Linked DNA regions of Gossypium arboreum: region 1 is linked to region 2. A link is a contact called in public Hi-C data. All regions are on one chromosome and are shown on one strand. The core of a region is the stretch at or near the end of the contact, and the rest is flanking DNA. Distances in the headings are between cores, read along the strand shown. Region 1 has its middle 4.9 kb from the start of LOC128294151. Region 2 has its middle 10 kb from the start of LOC108464971.

Evidence for each region. A called contact is a pair of places that touch in the nucleus more often than the background predicts.
Region 1: a Hi-C map of leaf shows a contact between it and region 2, with 2.0 times the contacts expected there. The contact joins two enhancer-like sites. A contact is called at or near these places in 2 of 5 Hi-C or Micro-C datasets (both in leaf).

The regions. Positions count from the first base shown.
Region 1 is chr6:114,146,218-114,152,408 of ASM2569848v2, forward strand. No RefSeq gene overlaps it. Among protein-coding and RNA genes, the nearest start is that of LOC128294151, 4.9 kb to the right of the region's middle. Within about 2 kb of position 4,269, at least 1 of the 2 cell types and tissues checked has an H3K27ac peak or open chromatin away from gene starts, as enhancers often do. A contact at or near this core is called in leaf, where this site is marked.
Region 2 is chr6:113,853,312-113,859,313 of ASM2569848v2, forward strand. No RefSeq gene overlaps it. Among protein-coding and RNA genes, the nearest start is that of LOC108464971, 10 kb to the left of the region's middle. Within about 2 kb of position 1,535, at least 1 of the 2 cell types and tissues checked has an H3K27ac peak or open chromatin away from gene starts, as enhancers often do. A contact at or near this core is called in leaf, where this site is marked.

The DNA of each region.
Region 1 (6,191 bases), core at 3,019-5,518, 300 kb after region 2:
GAATGGCATGCCACTGCCTTAAAAATAATTTTCTTAGAAACCATATCTGGCGTATATCAATGTATTACATTTAAGTTAGTATGAAATATAAAATATTTGTCATTCGAAGATAAATAAGACAATACACTTTGAAAACCCTTAAATACTTTATTGAAATTTCATTTAAATCATAGTTTCGTAAACACAAGTTTAAATGCAAAATTTGTTCTTCATTGAGGACATTTTAAAACCACCCGCATGTCATGCATAGTAAAAAATAAAAGAAGTCTTATAACAACGGTTGTCCTCTAGTATACTCTTCAAATATTCCTTTACATCGTCAATAGGCCTGAGAAGGAAAGGTAACTAAGTAAGTTCAAAGAACTTAGTGAGTTCCAAAAGAAAACATTGTAATAGTTACATATAATTCAAGTATACCTTTCCAACTTAGAGGTCACATAGTTTGCCAGTTGGCAAATTCCAAACATAGACAAACTATACGTTGAACACTATTCCTTTGGCGTGTACACTACTCCCATGTAATCATACAAACCACCTTCTTCGTGTTAGCCACAAACCGTAGTCCATATACAGAGGCATATCAATATTTCATTCATTTTCCTTTGTCGTGATTTGCCAATCTGGTTTGCAATAACACTTGCCCTACCATAGGCTACACGACTATTTTTGTGTGTCACGATCTTCCAGTTCAATGCTCATTTCATTGAAGGTAACATGATGAATTCTTTTCTATGTATCATATCATGTTATTCATTTCAAAAGAAAAAAGGTAGTGGCTTAAACACAAAAGAAAGTTCTTACATCTTAACATTGACAGACCAAACCAAACTGATAACAACAAACATTCATCACTCTTGTTCAGCCATTTCATCTTCATAGAATATGCATACTTGCCTTAAACTAAACATAAGCAAAAGCATTACACACACATGAAGTAAGAAGGAACTCACCAAAAAATGCAGCAAGTTCAAATAGCAAGACTCTTGCCCTTACCATAAGAACTTTTAGAAGTGTCTTGAGTTATACTATAAATAGTTAAACTAATCAGACTGTATACCAGAAAACTAAGCCAACTTTCAAGTAACATCATCACAAAACCCAGATTCAGGAAGTTTTCTTCTTTATACTCAAAATTGACGCTTAAGTGTGTAGCCCTAAAGTCACGTAAATAACAATGAAAATAGCTTAAAGTTTATCAACATTTACCAGGTGCTAAAATAACAGAAGAGTTGGCTGAGTATAGTGAACCCAAATCTCCAAGTAGTTCTCTAGTCTTATGCTTTCTGATAGAAAAGTGCAAAGAAAGTTTACGAAAAAAATGTGAATACTAGAGAAGACGTAAAAGCTTGCTCAAGAAACTAATACAAGTTTATACAGATAGACACAGAAGCTAGGTTTAGTGAATAAATCTGATTATCCCACTAACCTCCTTGATTCCTATGACTAAAAACTCTTTCTCATCATAAATGCAAGTCTTATCAGCTACGTAACTTAGTTCTATTCTAACAATTCCCATTTTTCTAACCAAATTGTTCAACCAGAATAACAAAATAATAAAATAATAAATGGTTCTATCAAACTGAGGACTTACATATTCGTCTAACAGCTGGGTGATGTATACTCTTCAGAAGAGTCCGCTAAACCATCAAGCTCGCTTATCATAGGCTTCGCCCAAGGGCATACTCATAACCTTACATGCTTAGTCACAATTAATACCTTACCCACTCAGAACTTTCTTTAAACACTATACTTCGACAAACAATAGTTGAATTACTAGGACTACACCGAGCAGGATGTTACACTCATAAACAAAATTTATCTCTATTTTGTTCCCTTTTTCTTTTGATGATTGTTGATATAGTTCCACAAGACGCTTTGGTTTATGACAGGTACATGACCAATGGTTTTTACCTCTACAACGATAGCACAAACATTCCAATTTTTTACCTGTATATCTTTATCATTCTTTTTATCATTATGATCCCACTTTTGATAGGTATTCCTGAAATGACCACCTCATCCACGTCCTTGACCGCGACCACAACCACGACTACGATTGCACTTATGTCCTCAACCATGACTACGATTGCACTTATGTCCTCAACCACGACTACTAGCGTGACCTTTATCCTTTCCATTATATGATGTCACATTCACTTTAGGGAATGGAGTAGAGCCAGTTAGACGTGACTCATGATTTTTCATTAACAATTCATTATTTTGTTCAGCCACAAGAAGACAAGATATTAACTTAAAAATATTTATTAAAACATTTTTCACAATATTTTGTCTGCAGGACGACATTATTTGCGTAAAATGTTAAGAATTATTTTTCTAACATATCCTTATCAGCTATTTTCTCTCCACATAATTTCAATTAGGAAGTGATTCTAAACTTAGTTGAGTTATATTCACACACAAATTTAAAATCTTATAATCTCAAATGCAACCAATCATCGCAAGCTTTAGAAAGTATTACGATTTTTTGGCTATTCCAAAGGACAAATAGATATTTAACAGTCAAATATTCAGTCTTTAGTCCCCCATGGAGGTGATGGAAAAGAAATATCATGGCTTTGACCTTATATTAACTTAATAGTTTCACCAAAACCTTTTGCATCTAAGTGTATTTTAGCATCTAACATTCAAGATAAATAGTTCTTTCCAATAATATCAAAAGCCACAAATTCAAGTTTTGTAAGGTTCAACACTGATGATACAACTACAATGCAAATTTAATATAAACATAAGTAGTCTCTTAACAAACTTTCAAGCATAACATAACAATACTCCAGCAATTACAACAACTTAGTCACAAAATAAATTACAACTAATTTGGCTATGTTAGAAGTTTTAACAAATTACGGGGTTAGTGGAACTTTTAACGATGCAAACATACCTTGATCCAAACTAACGAAGATTGCAAGACTCTTGGATTAATTTAAGCGTGTGTGCTGATAACATATTATAAAACAAGAATAATATATAAAAAGATATATATGATAATAGGGGGATTTCTATTGCATTCTATTATTCATCATCATCATCACAACTAGTATATTCATATATATATATATATATATATATATATATATATAAGGAGAGATTAGACTCCTCATTTTTCTAATACATAAATAGGAAAGAGGTTATAAGGAAATGAAATGTGAAGAGTTAAGGAATATGAAAGGTGAAAAGTTGATTATAATGAACATTCACTTAATAGCATTCATAACAAAAATAAAATTTTTAACTTTAAATTTAATTAATGAATTGGCACTGGTTCAAAAACATATAAATGCAAAAATATTTTTGTTTTCAATAATTTTAAAATATTATCTTTTACCTAGTTCAAATCCATATAAATCTAGGAAAATTTTAATTTATTTATCATATTTCTATAATGGAAAACATATGCAAAATGTATTTTATATTTCCATTATTGAAAACAAATTTTTTCTGTTATCAAATGTATTTTTCAAATTTTAAAAAAATAAAATGAAAACCATTTTTAAAACATGAAAATAAAAATTCCTTTTTATTTTATTTTAAAAATAATTTTATTTTCTTTTTTTTAAAAAATAAAAAACTTGTTTAGTACTTATTTTCCTATAATAGAAATTGAGAAATAAAATAAAATAATCCCGCACTTATATGAATTTGAGCCAAGGTAACAAGTTTGATAGTTAATACTATTGAATTTTTTTTAATGTTTATATGGGTTTAAAACTAGAGTCAATTCATTTAAACTTTTCAGTTTTACATAAAATAAAGATTAAAATTATCAAATAGTTCCATTTTCATTTCCCAAAATTTATTTTTAAAATTTTCAAATAAATAAATTTTTCAATGTTTTCTATTTTTCAAGAAAAAGAAAACAGCCTTTATTCCCTAAAATCAAACGGAACTAAAAATTTCACTAAAATTTTCAAAGGTGAAGCCAGCAAATTTACAGAATTCACTCCAATATATTTACTAAAATATCTCTCTTCTAATGTTACTATTTTACATATTTTTAACTTTTAATCTCTTAATTTTATAAGATTTTCTACATATATTTTACTTTTATAAATACATTTTTTATATACTTGATTACAAAATCTTAAATTTAGAAAATATTATAACAATATAAATAAAACATTAAGAAACATTTTAACCATGTAAGGGTTGGATGAACAAGGACAAGTTGGAGTCGAAAGCTGAGGTATTCAACGGATTCCAGTATTTATAAATGAAATGAAATTCGAGCTGATGGAATCCAATCGAATTGGATCATGATGAGGTCTACATGAGTTAGTTCAGAAGCAGAAGACTTGAGAGGCCTGGAAGAAACTGTTTGTATAAGGGGTTAAGCCCATTGGCTTAGGCCCAGATTAAGGGCTAGGCCCAATTTTCTAAATTCTTTAAATCTCCTCCTCTAAATCTACTATACTAACAAAAATGCTTTGCTTTAATACTAAGGTTTTGGACTTTGAATTTTATGTTATGTTTGAATTTATTTTAATTACTTTTGAGTTAATTATTCAATCTAAGTTTTTATAATAATTAATTTATTGAAATTATTATAACTTACAAATAAATTTTTAACACTCCTTGAAAATGAAATTTTAATTTAATATATAACACAATGCATGAATTCTAATTTGAAACAAATATACGGATGAAATTTTAATTTTTGTTTGAGCAAAATAATTAACAGTAATTTTGAGAACAAAAATAATGACAACCTAAACTATCAATATAGTTGGTTATGCATCAGTTTTGACTATATCATTTGGTGTACATTGTTTTAATGGAAAATAGAAACAATCAATTCTCTTTTTCACTGTAGTGAAAATTTTAGTTTGTATCAATTTTATTAGTTTATTATTCTATCTAATTATGATCACACAGATCGAAATATTGTGTATCAACTTATGTATAAATAATATTAAAATAATATAAAATATATTTATCATTTATATTAATAAATAATAAATGCTTTAATTTTAACCATTAAAGTTTACTGACTTTAACTTTTAAACAACATAAAAATAAGTAAACAACTTGTATATCAGGGAAGAAAAGAAAAGAAATGCAAAATTTCTAAAAGCTTCACTTCATATAGGATGATTTTATTGTGAATAATTTTATTGTTTAATATTTTTTTAAATTGTTAAATGATTGATTTTTGTTTGTGAAATTTAGTAATGAATATTTTATTCTCATTCATTTGAAATCTATAAATATATATTTTTAAAATGTTAATAAATCTGAAACGATACAATCACAACATGCATATACCTATTTATACCAATTCCAATTCTAATAGAAAAAAATGTTCCATATATTGCCTATCTTGATAACATCTTATTTTACATATTTGGAACAGGATTGTCAATCGTTCAGAAAGATCAAGAGTAATCTTATAATTCAATTGATATTATTGTTGTAATATACGTGTAATATACTCTAATTTAAAATTTTAGAATTTGTGGAGGTTATATGTAGTTTAGGAGTCATAAAAAAAAAAAAGTTAAGCATTGTCAACTGTCAGATCTTTTTCAAGTCTTTTCTTTATCATTGATTGGAATTATTGGGACCCACATGCTTCCTAATCAGTAGGCCTCTGTTAATTTATTATAATCCTGCTTAATTATCAAAGTTCTTTAAACACGTGAATAAAACAATATTTTAAACTTTAAAAAAAATAGAAAAAAGGTTTCTTTATGTATATAATACAAAATTAATATTTACATACCTAAATGGTATGTTAATACCATTATTTATCAAAATGGTATGTTTTTAATAGGGTGGCGGCACCAACAATTTTTTCTAGTGCAAACATGGAACCATCATTAGCATATGATTTGTATTTAAAAAAATGTATTTAAATGGTGGACGGAGTAGGATAGACGACACTTGTATTTTGTGTCCATACACAGGTGAAACTGGGTAAAAATACGGGTTACACGAGTGAGGATATTTTAAAGGCGGAACCTAGTGGAGGGTCCTTGACTGGTGGCACCCAGTGAAAAAGCCTTATTTAAGCAGTGTTTTCTTGAACGATTTTGAAGATAAGAAAAGAAGAGGAAAATTTTTTGTTGTAGTAGAAGAGAAAATATTGAAGAATTTGTAAGGTTAGTATATACCAATTTTATTTTTCTTACAATATATTTTTTTAAAAATAAAATATTGAGAAATTTAATTTTTTA
Region 2 (6,002 bases), core at 285-2,784:
TGCCCACCCTTTTTGACTTTTCAAACAATGGGTGGGTTCCAATAGACCCTTTAAAGAAAAGCGTTTGAACCCCACCAAGGCTAAAATGATAAAACATTTCCTTAGTAAACCTAGGCGTTATTGTAAAAGCTCCATGAACCCCTTTGAGCTCTATCCGGAGTAAAGAGATAAAACCCCGAAACTAAAATCGAGTATAGGCATCTCAAGAATAATAACTCTAAGGAATGAGACACTTCGTAACAAATACCCACTCTCAACACTTTTAGGAAAATATAGGCCTTCATTTATTATAAAATGTTATAAATTATTTTTATATTAATATTTACATATTTTACATTTAAATAAAAGATATTGATATTATTTAATTTAAATTGGATTAACGAACCCAACTTAGGCCTTAGCTACCACCTCAGTGCCATCATTACTTGGTGTGAATAGGGGGTGGTTGATAAGTATAGTAAATTAGTGAATGATTAAGGTAACAAGGTGAGAACCGATTAATTCACTTATAAAAGTTTAGGGCTTAGTTAGAAGAATGATGAAAATTTTCTACCTTGGAGTTTGGGTTCTAATTCTTAATCATTTGTTGAAACTCAATCCTATACAACTAACCCAAAAGTTTGTGAAAAGTCAATCAACTTTAAACCAACAAGAAACAAAATTTGAGCTAAATAATCATTCCAAGGTTTGGGAAAGTCGTATTATTTTATTGATTGCAATTATGCTCTAAACTCAGTCCATTATAACCAAAAGAGCCATTCAAAGACAAAGGTTTAATTGACTTCAAGGTTAATGGTAGTATAACTATCATCCCCATTTAAATTAGTTTTTGGATGTTTTATTTCAACTTTTCTAAGTATTAATAGTGTAACAATTAAATCAATTTATCAATTTAGTCATTAGTTTGAGTATTAAGTATTAATTTAAATATAACATGGAGTATATTTAAAATACATGAATCAAATTGTAAACAAATATATAAAAACTGCATAGATAGCTTAGGTCTAATTAAAAAAAATTATTCTCACTTTTGTTTTTGAACAATTTTGATGTAAGCTATTCATGTATTAGATATACACATGTTTGGAGTTTGATCCATACGTTTCAAATATACTTTAAATCATATTAAAATTCACATAAATGCCTAAATTGACAACTAAACTAAAGAGAAGACTTGATTGATATAATACTAATATTTTGAGGGGTCAATTAGAATGCATTAAAATTTAGGGATGAATTTAAATTTCAAGTGATGCTTGAGGATGTTTGGTGAAAATAAGCTATAAAATAAGAATCTCATATTTGCCTCAAATGCATGAAAAATATTGGATTCAGTGAGTGATCTTAAATTAATAACTGTGTGTTGTTTGAAAATTGCAACCTCCAAAATCACCCATCACTTCACACAACTTGTCTTGTGAAGAAACAAACAACAGGTTTTGTGATCTTTCTTGCCTGTTTTGTCCTTTAGACATGGACAATTATGTATATATCTCTTTTCCTGGGTATTAGGATAAGAAGGGTATAGGCCAAAAATGCTGCAACAAGTTGATGATGTAAATGCCAAACTGCACCATCAATTGCCAGCTCTCAGTTTAACATAGATACATCAACATCTATCTTGTAAATGCACATTTCTTCTTCTTTTTTTTAATCATATGTGAATTCTAAGCAATAGGCCTTTCAAGTATGTTGTTCACAAGGGAAATTCCTATCACTTCACCAAAAAAAATTGACTGGAAAATTACAATATATATATTTTTAATTTCAAAATATCACACCAAAAAATTTAACATTATTAACAATTAAACCTAAATTTTAAAATCTAAAATTTATAAGGACTAAATTCATAAAAATAAAAAATACAGTAACTAAATTCTAAATTTTAAAGAATACAGGAACTTGTGGCATTTGTTAATCAAATGGAAATGGGTAAAGTTCAGCCTGCTTTTTAATGGAATGAGTGTGATGGTGGAGTGAAAATCTGCCTACTTTAGGACCTGTTCAGTTACCTCAGTAAAATGAAAAACCTGAAAATATATATCCATTGCCAACAAAGCTTCCAATAGGCTCCGTTTAGCATTACGGTCCAACATGGTTTTTGAGATCAAAAGCTGTTTCTTCACAGAAAAAGTAATGCTAACCCAATAAAAACATTAAAATCATAGTTAACCAGAGTATTAGTTGCTTACATCATCTTTTAATCATATGATTGGAAATTTAATTTTTGTTTAGGGAAATGAAACATATTTTATGATCAATCATTTATTTATAGAAAATTTTTTTGATTTTGCCTCTTGTTTTTTAGCATTTGGAAGTTTGAATTTAGATAAAACAACTTAATTATCCTTATATTTTTAATGTTATTTATTATTTTAAATATGTACTTGTTTTACATTTCAATTTTTGATCCCACATTTCAAAGTAATGGACAAACGCTTATAAATCGGTAAACCACATTTTTTTCAAACATACTTCGTTTTCAATCAAGCTTTTCTAAACGAAGTTTATTTTCCCAACAACAATGCTCTCCTATTTATGATCTTGTTAATGAAACCCCAATTTGAAGCAACAAACTTATGGATTGATTACTAATTTTGAATAACATGTTGAGGAAGGAAAACGACCCCACGTTGACTAGTCAATAATTGGACGTACTTATAATTTTATATAGCTAAAGACGTGTTTTTCGAAAGAACAAAACCGTGAAGTTGATTGCAAACTATCCTTACTAAACACAACAGATAGAACTTCAAAATTACAGTTAATTGCCATAGAATTCAAGAATTATCATTCGTACAACACAAGAGACGGGTCCAATTCATCCAGCACTAGAAATTTTTTGCAGGTTCGAACAATAACAAGTTGGCAATTAATGACTTGACTGCAAAGAAAAGAAGATGATGGGGTTGGTATCAAATCAAGAAAGAAAGGGATTCCAATTCTGGGAATATGCTTTTTTCTCATAAAAATCAAACAGAATAAAGCTGGCCCCATAAAACCTGAAAGATGAGCCATTATCAATAGCCATTGTGGAAACTTCAAACCCCAAATCATTGTGAACAAACACTATTATTACTTCTTCATTGGCTATATTGTTGTGGACCTTGGTCCATAGTGGAGTTTATACATGGCATCTGACTATATATCTTACTTCCACCTTTTTTTTATTTCACAATAAAATCAATGATTTATGGACTTAAAAGACTGCTATGTTTGAGACCAACTTGAATAGAGGGGAAATACAATAGGTGGCAGTGACAGTGTATCAAATTATTGTATTTTAGCATATGGAACCTGATTGGCTTCTTATCCAAGCTTTTTTATTTTTCAATGCTAATCCAGTTATATATGTTTGGAAATTCAAGGACATGGAATAGAATGTCTGCCTATATGGCTAATGGAGTGAAACTATCTGTTTGAATTATATATATCTTGAGCAAAGTGAAGTTATATAATCAAAATATTTGTTTCCTAGTTTATGTATAATTGAGTCCTTCCAGTAATTCACTACATATATAGTGAGAATATTATTTTATCACAATAATATGTAAACTCTGGTCAAATTTTAACTTTGGTCTTTATAATTTAATTCTCGTATAATTAATTCAAGATTTTAACAGTACCGTTGAATATTGAGCAATATAGTGCTAATTTTTTTAAATTTAATCGAACAACTTAATGTAAAAAAGTAAAATTATATGGCAATCAAATTCTTAGAGTACTTTTATTTTTGAAAAAAAACCCATTACATTACCTTAACAAAAATAATTTGAACGTGTTAATAATTTAAACTAATTAATACATTATAAAAGCAAGAAAATTAAATATCAAATTTTCATATATTTTAGTTAAAAATATAGAAGAAAAAGAAGAGAATCAAATTCCTATTACGTGGCATCGATTTCAACCTATCTTGCATTGTCCAGTTCCTTCAGGACAACAGCATATCAATCAAGGGTTTTGCGTTACAAGTACACTTACACGATATTTGGTTAGAGGTTAGAGGGAATGAAACCTTATTCATTAAATGATAAAATATTTATTCATTTAGTTGAATATAATACTCATTTAGTAGAATAATTATTATTATTTTATTATTTATCTTTGTGTAATAGTTACTTTTTGAATTTTTGGTATCATCAAAGAATGGTTATTCCATGCAACCTTAAATAACAAAACAACATTAATTCTTAGATTAGTTCTTTAAAACTTGAACTAAAAAATATAAAAATATAAAATAAACTATTTTAAAAATATTATTAAATTATATATTATTGTTTTTATTAAATTATATTTAATAATAATACTATTAAAATATAATAATAAAATAATCATTTATCTAAAAAATTTCGCTAAGGGTACTATACTCATTTTAGTTTTCTTTTTTATGTTATTATGACATCTATTTCATTTAACCAAATAAAAGAATACTATTACACTTTTATTCCAATCTCTTCAACTAAACAATTGAACTACTAATTATAACTCTATTCCATTACGATCTATTTCATTATAGCCCTATTCAATTCTAGTTAACCAAACTGTCATTAAGGGTAAGTTATTGATTAAGGTTGATTCAAAATTTGAAAGGGTTTAAATAAAATATTAGATCCATTTTAAATAAGAGTAGATTAGTTTCAAAATTTCTAAGTTCAAAATTAATTGCCTTAACTTATTTTTAAGTTTACAATATATTTATATATATATATATATATTATATCATTTATATCGTAGGTAATTTAAAAATATTATAACTACAATGTAAAATTATAAACTATGTTAATTGTTTTGTTTAGAAATTTAATAAAAGAAAATATGTATGATAATAGAATGAGATATATAATTACTAAATTTTAAATAACATAAATATATTTTAAAAAAAAGTAAAAAAGAAAAAGAAAATTGGTTGAGTCTAAATAGGTTTAGGTTTGATAAATATTAATGAGTTTAAATATAATATATGATATTGATATTATGCATAGATCTAACCTAAATTTAATCTAAATTAAATTTTTTTAAAAGAAATAAAATAGAAGTTTCAGGAAATTGACAAATAGAATTTAAAGTAAGATATGTATTCACTTGGTTGAAACAATGAAGAGGGCAATATGGAATCAAATAAAGTGTTTATTTGTGACACTTTGGGAAGACAATATCAGACCGACCCTCATCTTATATGAGTTGAATTATATGCCATTAACAATGAAATCTACTTCGAAGGAAATGAATAAATAAATAAAGGTGGTGTTGTTTAGTCTATGTAGAATTATCCATGCAAACAGGGAAAGAATATTTAAGATCGTATACTGTGTACTGTTTTATAAATGGGATATTGGATTCTACTTCATCCAGTCAATCCAAGCATCATATAAAGCACAAATCCATAGCTATCATTCACCATTATCTCAAGCCAAAGGCTTGGTTGACCGAAGATAGAAAAAATGAGTGAAAAAATAAATCAATTTTTAGTTTGTTTGGTTAGAAAATCTTTATAAAATTAATAATTTTAAATTGGAATGGTAAGAGAGAAATATGCAAGTTAATTCAAAATTATATAATTTTTAAAAATTAATTTTTGAGAAGAAATTCAATTATATCAACTGATGTGGCTTTACACCCTTTTGTATCTCTTTGTATTATTAATATTAATAATTCAACCAATTAAAAATTTAAAACTATTTATTTTATGTAAAGAAAACTTTCAATAGTTTAATAAAATTAATACATATATATGGTCTTTTATATCGATATGATAGAGATATCAAATTAATTTAAAATTTTACATGCATGATAAGTACAATAATTTCGATAAATTCAATAATTGAATCGTTAAAATATTAATCGTATAAAGAGATACGCCTTATTTTTTACTCTCATTTTTCAATTCTATTAAGTAATGAATGAAAATAAATTTATTTTTATTTCAATTATTTCATCTTTCCTATCCAAGAAAATTTTTATTTTATCTCTTTCTCTTTCTCTGCTCTTTCTTTTTTCTG